Regions from separate parts of the Callithrix jacchus genome. Here region 2 is linked to region 1. The links are chromatin contacts, called in public Hi-C maps. All regions are on one chromosome and are shown on one strand. Each heading gives the region's core, a stretch centred on a gene start, on an enhancer-like site or on the middle of the called end of the contact. The rest is flanking DNA. Distances are from core to core; before and after follow the strand shown. Region 1 overlaps RAPGEF5 (Rap guanine nucleotide exchange factor 5). Region 2 has its middle 180 kb from the start of CDCA7L.

Region 1 (4,600 bases), core at 883-3,382:
CCATTATTACTAAAGGGGGCTGTGCTGCTCAGTGAATGAGAGAGAGAGAGAGAGAGAGAGAGAGAGGTGGGGGGGGCTGTGAGTCTAGTTTCTCAGTGATTAGAGAAAGAAAATAAAGAAACTCTTACTGGAATCAGCAGGTAATGACAGTGACAAGTGACATAAGACAGAAAGAGAAGAGAAATGGAGTGACCCCTGGAAGGAAGATCCATCCCTGAGGGTTTATGCAAATAGATGCTCTCCTTTAGGAATCCCCCAGGTTACCTTTTAAGGTCTCTGCTTACCAACACCCCAAGCTAGATCTGGTAATTCTCCAGGGGAGAGTGCTGAGTCCTGGTGCTCTAGCCAGATGTCTCTATAAGTTTGAGAGGTCTGCCATATCTAAGGGTGTCATTGTGAGGATACAGAGATGACAAAAACCAATGGTCCTCCACTCACGTCCCTCTAATCATCAAACTGGATGCATTATCATTATGCCCACTCCCACCCAAAAGGAAAATAACAAAAGCCTTTCCTATAGTCTTCCTCACCTTAATTGATGGCAACTCCATCCTTCCAGTTGGAAGTCATCCTTGAACCCCTTTCTCTCATACTCTGCCTTGTGTCCACCATGAAATCTTATTGGCTCTTCCTTCAGGACATCTCTCTCACCTGACCATGTCTCACCACCTCCATCACTACCACTATGGGCCCAGCCACAACATCTCTTACCTGGACCCAGGAGCCAGCGTAGTCTTGCTAAGATGTACGTTAGTTCACGATACTCTACTTAAAATCCTTGAATGACTTCCCATCTCACTTAGCATATAGCCAAGATATTTTTGTATTTGAAAATAGGTAATTAATGAAGATGATATGTATCCAAGGTGTACAACATGATTATTTGTGAATACACTGTGATGATTAGCACAATCAAATTAACACACCCATCACCACTCATGCTGTACATTAGACCTCTAGAACTTGCTCAGTTTATAAATGAAACTTTGTACCCTTTGATCAACATCTCCCTATTTCCCCTACCCATGATGTCTATATTCTGGACAAGTCTGTTTTGCTTAACAAAGCAAATTCCTATGGAAAAAAGAAGAAGTGGGATGGTGGAAGAATGAGAATTAGATTTTTCTGGAGATCTCTGATATCATCAACACAAACACTTGTTCACCTTCTCAGGAGAAGATAATTTTTCACAGCATCCAGCTACTAGTTATGCTTGCAGAAAAAATGTGCTAAACAGGAATAAATTGTGAATGTGAAAGGTTTCATTAAGAGTCCAGAGTGTATGGTTGTAGATTAATCTAAAATGAGTAAAATTAAATATTACTGATACTGTTTCTCATATTTGATTTTGAGGACTTGAGTATTAATGTTTAATATTTAATTAGATGGTTCTATTTCAAACGCTAATATAATCAGGCCTAGTTCTCCAATTTTTGCTAAAATTCCTGTACTACTCTTAAATATAGATGTACTCTGATAAAGATAAGCAATCTGTTCCCACACCTGGAAGAAGCCTTGTCTATAAACAGTGGAAATTTTGAAGGACTCAGTGTTTCTTTGGGAGAGGAGGTAATGAGTAATCACAAAGACTAGGACTAGCCGATTTCATAACACTTTTTTACAAAAACAGTTTAAAGTAATAAGTGGAAATGTTCTTCACTTATAATGCCAATACAAATCTTATGCCAAGTTTCATCACAAAAACTTTTTGAGAAATATTTAAAAAAAAAAAGTTTGTTGACCCACGTGGTATTTCCTCCTCTCCAAGTGTCATGAGGATGTGATGAGGAAAAGTTAAGAGTGCAAAGGGTAGGCTTGGGACATCGGAATAGCAGACTTGAACTTAAGCTCTCCAGCCAGAGAGTGTGAATCCATCACCACTTCAGAAACTAAGGAGGCCAAGGGATGTCTCATGTTGCTAACAGATGTCAGGTAGAAAGGAAAAACCAGGTGGGATAAGGAGAACAAAGGAAGCAGAGGTGAGGGGTTGGTGGAGGTGCTATTTTGTGTAGGGTGGTAAGAGGAGACAGGTACCTGAATTTTGGGAACCATCACCATGACACGATATTAAGTACATGACTGGGTGAGGGCACATCCAAAGTGAGAGCAGAAAAATAAGAGAAGTCCAAGACTGACCTCTACTGTGTTTAGAGGTCACTGCTTCAAATTGTAGGTTTCATTATTTAGGAACAGCCCAGTCTGAATAATCTGAGGCCAACAGATCAGGAGACAACTGGAACTAAAAAGACAGTTTTTAACTCACAGTTCCCCAGGGGAGGGGGCATGACATACCAGGAGGGGCCACACAGGAAGGCACCAGTGTCAGTCAAGAGGCAGAGGACATGGGGGAAAATGTGGGAAACCTTTACTGTGGTTTCCCCAGAACACAACAGGTGAGGCCTGCCTGAGGATGGACTGTTCTTTACTATCAGCGGCTAAGTTCTTTACTATCTCTAGGAATGGCTATTCCTGGGATAGGCAGTCTCTCCAGGGTCAGCAAGGCCCCAGATGTCAAAGCAATGAAACACAGTTAGTACAATCAGGAAAAGGAAGAATTAGCAAAGGAGCCTTAAAAGCAGCAGCTGGCAAGGCAGAAGAACCAAGAGATGTTATCCCAGGGGACAGTTGGAAAAACTGCTCCTAGGAGGACATGATCAATTGTGCCAATGCTGCTGACATGTCAAGTAAGATGAGGACTGAAAAATTAACCACTGCATTTGGCAACATGGAAGACTTTGCTAATCTTGACAAGGTTGACTTCAGTGGAATAGTACTGTTGAAAGCCTGAATGGAGCAGATTCAGAAAAGAATAGAAGAGGTAGAGAAAGTAACCACAAACATCTTTTGAAGAGTTTTGCTGTAAAAGGGAACAGAGACATTGTGCAGCAGCTAGAGGGAGACATAGGGAAATATCAACACATGCTGAAGAGAACAATCCAGTAGAGAGGAAAAAGCTGACGAAGCAGGGAAAAAATGAGAATTCAGAAATGAGATCCTGGAGTAGGGGTGCAGAGATGGGATCAGTACACAATGTGAGGGGAAGTGACCTTAAATAAGAATGCATCCATTCTTATCAGGAGCAAAGACAGAGTCCACCAATATAGATGCAGGCAGATTGACAGATTTGGTAAATAAAATAATGAGGAAGATGGTTTTAAAAATGTTCCTTTCAATGAAATAAAAAGCAAGGAAAAAGAGGTAAGAGGGGAGCAATTGTGACAGAGTTTTCTAGGAAACTGAATTTATCAAGAAATGAACAGGACCAGCCAGCAGCACTGAATATAAAATAAGACTGATCATCCTTAGACTCCTTAACGAACCACCTCTTCCATCTACCTTTAAAATCTGACAGAACAAGATGCTAGACGACCATGGTCAGTGATGGTGGAAGAGAGAGAAAGTATTTATCCTGTGATTTTCTATGTATATAACTATATTGTCTGCAAAGAGAGATGGCTTTCGGTTTTCCTCCAAATATGTGCCTTTTATTTCTTTTTCTTGACTTTTTGCACTGGCTGGAATGGAAGAGATGCTACTAAGAGAAGATATATTAGCCTTGTTCTCAGTCTTAGTAGGAAATGATTTAGTCTCTCACCATTAAGTATGATGCAAGCTATGGGTTTTATACAAAGTCTTATCAGATTGCGGAAGTTCTCTTATATTTCTAATTTTCTGAGAATTTTTATCATGAATGGGTATTAAATTTTCTCAAATTCTTTCTCTGCATCTATGAAATTTATCATATAATTTTTCTGCTTTTAGTCTGTGAATATGGTGAATTACATCGAATGATTTTTGAGTGTTGAGCCATTCTTGTATTCCTGGGATAAACTCCCCTTTTTCATAATGTATTTATAATTTTTATATGTGAGAAAGATTGTGTCTATACTAATGAGTCATATTAGTCTGTTGTTTTCTTTCTCTGAAATTTGTCATGACAGTGCTGGCCTCATAAAATGAATGTGAAACAGTCACTCCTCTTCAATTTTCTGGAAGAGACTGTATAGAAATGATATGATTTGTCTGGCCATACAACCCTAAAAGTGCCCGATCTTGTCCCACATCAGAAGCTAAGCAGGATTGGGCCTGGTTAGTACTTGGTTGGGAGAAATAACATAACTTATTTTTTAAATGTTTGATTAAATCTGACAGTATATCCATGTAAGCCCATAGTTTCCTTGTTTGAAGGTTATCAACTACAAATTCAATTACTTTAGTGTGCATCGTTCTATTCAGATTCTTCTTGAAGGACCATAGGTAGTTAATGTCTTTCAAAGAATTTGTCCATTCCACCTGTTTTCAAATTAATGCTCATATAGTTGTTCATAATATTCATTTGTTAGCCTTCAAATGTAAGTCTGCAGTGATATTCCTGCTTTAATTCCTGATATTGGTAATATGTCTTTTTGTTTTCTTCAACAGTCTGGTTAGAGATTTAGTACTTTTTTTTGTTTCAAAGAACCAACTTAGTTTCATTAGTTGCTTTTTCTAATTTATTTTCACTTAAATTGATTTTTGTTATCTTTATTAATTCTTTCTTTCTGCTTGTTTTGGGTTTGTTTTTCTTTGGCTAGCTTGCTGAGATGGAAGCCCTCATCAT
Region 2 (4,600 bases), core at 1,339-3,838, 200 kb before region 1:
ATGGTGCAAAAGCCATTGCGGTTTTAGACCGTGAATTTTACATCATAAGAACTAGACTCAGACACATCTTTATTAATCAAAATAAGATCCATTGCAATCAACATATTTTTGCCAAGAAGTAATAAGTTTGTTTATTCCTCTACTGTAAAAATCCATGCTTCAGGATTCGACAAACCCTTGGAAAGCATTTTCTGCATTCTGCTGGATGGGGAAGCATTTTCCCTGCCAAAAGTTGTCAAGATGCCTGAAGAAGTGGTCGTCAGTTGGTGAGAGGTCAGATGAGGCAGTTGGTGAATGTGGCAGATGAGGCAAACCTTTGTAAGCCCAATCTGTTCAACTTTGGAAGTGCTGGTTGTGCAATGTGTGGTTGTCATGAAAAAGAATTTGGCCTTTTGTGTTGCCAGTGCCGGCTGCAGGCGTCGCGGTTTTCGGTGCGTCTCATCCATCTGCTGAGTGTACTTCTCAAATGTATTGGCTTCGCTGGAGTTCAGAAAGCTATCGTGAATCAGCCCAGCAGCAGATCACCAAAGGATGACCATGACCTTTTGTATTTTCTGGAGCAGGTTTGGCTTTGGGAAGTGCTTTGAAGTTTCTCCTCGGTCCAGTCACTGAGCCGGTCATCACCAATTGTCATATAAAAGCCACTTTTTGCCGCATGTGACAGTCCGATTGAGAAATGGCTCGCTGTTGCATAGAATAAGAGAAAACACTTCAAAATGATGCTTTTCTTGATTTCTCATTACCTCATGAGGCACCCACTTATCGGGCTTTGTCACCTTTCCAATTCGCTTCAAATGCCACAGAATGGTCAACGTTGAGTTCTCTGGCAACTTCTTGTGTAGTTGTAAGAGGATCAGCTTGGATGATGGCTCTCAATTGGTTGCTGTCAACCTCTGATGGCGGCCACTGTGCTCCTCATCGTCAAGGCTGTCACCTCCTTGAACTGCCACCGCACTGTACCTTCGTTAGCAGTTCCTGGGCCAAATGCATTATTGATGTTACAAGTTATCTCTGCTATTTTACAACCTGTTTTGAACTCGAATAAGAGAATTGCTCGAATTTGCTTTATGTCTACGATCATTTCTACAGTCTAAAATACACCTAAAATAAACAGGAAGTAATAAGTCATTAGCAAACAAGTGTTAAGCGAGCAATGCCCATTAAAATGATGTATAACATAAACACATTTATTTAAGAATGTGGCCGGGTGTGGTGGCTCACACCTGTGATTCCACCACTTTGGAAGGCTGAGGCAGGAAGATCACCTAAGGTCAAGAGTCCGAGACCAGCCTGGCCAACATGGTGAAACCTCGTGTCTACTGAAAATACAAAAAAACTTAGCTGAGTGTGGTGGCATGTGCCTATTGGCCTAACTACTCGGGGAGCCGGAGGCAGGATAATTGATTAAACCCAGGAGGCGGAGGTTGCAGTGAGCCAAGACCATGCCACTGTACTCCAGTGTGGGTAACAGAGGGAGAGTCCATCTCAAAAAAATGTACTCCAGTATCAAATGGCAAATTCCAACAATGCCAAAACCACAATTACTTTTGCGCTCACCTATTTGTTTCATATTATTTTTCCTTTACTATGTTGTGAGGGGCATGTTTGTGTGTAATTACGTCTATAGACCAGCTATTAGATGTAGGGCACGGTGCTCGTCCATTTCAGTTCATCTGTCCTCTAAGTGACCGATACCCTGATATGCCTGAGACTTTCCAGGTTTTAGTACCGGAAGGTCTGTGTCCCAGGAAACCCTTCATCCTCAGGCAAACCAGGATGGGTGGTCAACCCACAAAATAATCCCATGATGCACATGAGAAAGCCAAGGCTCAGAGAGGTTATAAAAACGTATCTGAGCTCACAAAACTAATTAGGGGTGGGACCTGGCTGTGTCCTCAGAAAATCCGTGCTCTGTCCATCATGTCATGCTGCCTGTTCATGGGCAGGGACTGGTCTTATTTCAGTTTGTATCTTCATGCCTGCCACGATCCCTGGCATATTTGATGGATGCATGAATGAGGTCACCAATACGTAATCAATTATTCCATGGTGAGCCGGTGAACTAACTAAGCCCTGCCCCCTCCCACCCTGTGATTCTACATAGTCACAGAATGTTAGAAAGTCCGACTCAGAGATGATGGCTTGCCCAAGGTCACAGTGGCAGAGAGATGGTAGGTCAGGAGCAGAACCCATGTTTCCTGACTCCTGCTCCAGGGATCTTTCAATTGGAGCTCTTCATGAAATGAACCAAGGGGCAGAGGAAATCATGAGCGAAGACTGGGCTCTTAAAACTTCTAGCTGAAGACACTAAAGCAGCTCTGAAATGCCAGCATTTGCACTGCTAAAAACCCCTAAGATTGGGAACGTATTTTCTTAAGGGAAAAGAAGAATAACATGGTCAAAAGGGGGTGATTTGCACATTAGGAGGGCTTTGTACGGGAGCAAGAAATGCAGGAACTGACACATATATCACCCAGGAGGATGCTTTTTTTTCTGTGTGAATCCTCCCCACTCCCACCTCAGCCCACCCCACAGCAGTCAAGCTTTGGGTCCAAACCAATCTGGCATCTCCAAAATGGAAGCACTGTTTGGAGACAAAGTGGCCAGGCACTGCCGGCCAGAGAAGGGACAATGCCCCACACCCACTGCCTGCCCGCTCTGAAATGCCCATTTATCTCCATTTTTATCGACATCTCTTGGCTTCCAGGCCCTATTTGTGCTTTGTCCTTGGTCCTTATTGACCTATTTGATTCGGAGGGGAAGCTCAGCCGCAGGCAAATGGGTATTTTAATGCACAATGGAAAACATGGGTTCCTCTAGTGCCACGGGCCGCTCCCAGAATCTTGACCCTGACCTTTTCAGCAGAGTGTAGCCACGCACTCCACCCAGCCCAAAGGACAAAAGGGCCCCAGGGCACACACTGGGGCCAAGAAAAGGAACTGAATGGTGAAATGCTGCTGACTTTTCCTTCTGGATCTGGCTTTGAGACTCTTATATGGAAAAGAAGGATGGAGAAGAGGTGGAAACAAAGCTTAGTCTTTGTCTGATTCAGTCTTTGTGCTCTCCCTGCCCACTCCTCTGGCAGACCATGGAGGCCACACCGGGCACACCTGGGCACGTTCCAGATGCTTATGAAGAGCTGGGGAAGTAGGGCTGCTCAGTTGTGAGAATCTGGGAAATTCTCAGTCCTCATGGGTTCTGTGAGCAGCCAAAGTGATCAGCCCTGAAGGGATGGTCAGGGTGACAGTGAAGAGGTTTGATTACTTGACAGGTGAGCAGAGGATGGTATTCTCAGCAGCCCTAATCAGTGAGTGTTGCTTCTGAGCACAGCTCGGCTAATGTCCCACACTGTTGCTGAGCCTCAAGGAAGAATGGGCTGATGGAGGTCCCAGGCCTCCTAGACCAAACGTAGCTGGCACAGACCTCTGGCATGGTTCACCTGGAACCTGTTCTGGGAACGTGAACGTGGACTCATCTTAGCAATGTGTGCTCAGGAATGTGATGGAATTGCTGCCAGTTCCTGGGACAGGCAGACCCCCGAACCCTGGGAGGCATCTGAAGGGACCTCCCTGACACCCCAGCCAGCTCCATGGGCTCCACACTTAATCAAGCAGGTCATCAGTGATCTCTACCTTCCAGGGCCCAGAGGCCCAGCAGGCAGGGTTTGCTCTGTGATGTGACAATGCTGCTGAGTCTCCTGCCACTCACCGTCGCACCTCTGGGTGTAAATGCATCTTTCCTGGGTTACCATTGCTCTTCCAGCACCACTGAGGTACCTCCCTTGTTCTGGTTTTGCGATGAACACTGATAAATAAATGGTAAAGAAGGCAGCCTGTACTTGAGGGGACATCTAGTGTATTGGGAGGTGGGGAGGAGGCCAACTAGTCCATAGGCTCTGACTCAGTTGGAGAGGGGAAAACTCAAGTGTTAAGAGGGTGCTTGGTTTTTGTGGGGGGCGGGATTCCGGTGTAGGCTCGAGGGGCCAGTGCAGGTTTCCTGGGAGTGCTGAGACCTGGGGCATGAAGAATAGTTAGTTACGTGAGGAGGAGAGAGGAGATCCAGGTCTGAGAGCCCACATCCACTGCTCCAGAAGCTCCACCCGTTCTGGAACCACACTTCCTGAACTAGCTCTGGAATGTAGACCCGTGTTTAGCACAGCGACTCCTACTGCCTCCAAGTTCCCGCTTGGTGCTTGGCTGTTGAACAAATTAGCTCAAAGACCTGGAGGCGAGTACCTGGATATTTTACTGTGCTAGAGTGGAGCGAAGGTGTGGGGTGTGGAGCAGGGACAGGCAGCAGAAGCCGGAGGTGAGGCTGGAGAAGGACAGTGGCTGGGCAGCCGCATTTGGGCACCTGCACCGTCTCCTGAGGGCCAGGGGTGGGAGTGGAGGAAGACTGGAGACCTGCCTCTCCATCCTTTCCCTGCCAGCACTCTCTTCATTTCCTTAGGAGTCAACAGACCTGTGCAAACCTCAACTTTCCCGGTTCGGCTCCTTTTCCATCGTCTTGATTTCTGTATTTTAAAAAAACAAGGCTGCATTCTATTGTAGGAGAACAATAATGTACTGGACCATGTCCTTGTAAGACAGAGCTGCAAAGC

What was found. A called contact is a pair of places that touch in the nucleus more often than the background predicts.
Region 2: a contact with region 1 is called in a Hi-C map of induced pluripotent stem cells, with 4 times the contacts expected there. The contact joins two enhancer-like sites. A contact is called at or near these places in 3 of 3 Hi-C or Micro-C datasets (induced pluripotent stem cells and skeletal muscle).

What each region holds. Positions count from the first base shown.
Region 1 is chr11:35,828,948-35,833,547 of calJac240_pri, reverse strand. All of the region lies in intron 5 of RAPGEF5 (Rap guanine nucleotide exchange factor 5), which reads right to left. Among named protein-coding and RNA genes, the nearest start is that of RAPGEF5, 68 kb to the right of the region's middle. Within about 2 kb of position 2,132, at least 2 of the 16 cell types and tissues checked have an H3K27ac peak or open chromatin away from gene starts, as enhancers often do.
Region 2 is chr11:36,032,714-36,037,313 of calJac240_pri, reverse strand. No RefSeq gene overlaps it. Among named protein-coding and RNA genes, the nearest start is that of CDCA7L, 180 kb to the left of the region's middle. Within about 2 kb of position 2,588, at least 3 of the 16 cell types and tissues checked have an H3K27ac peak or open chromatin away from gene starts, as enhancers often do.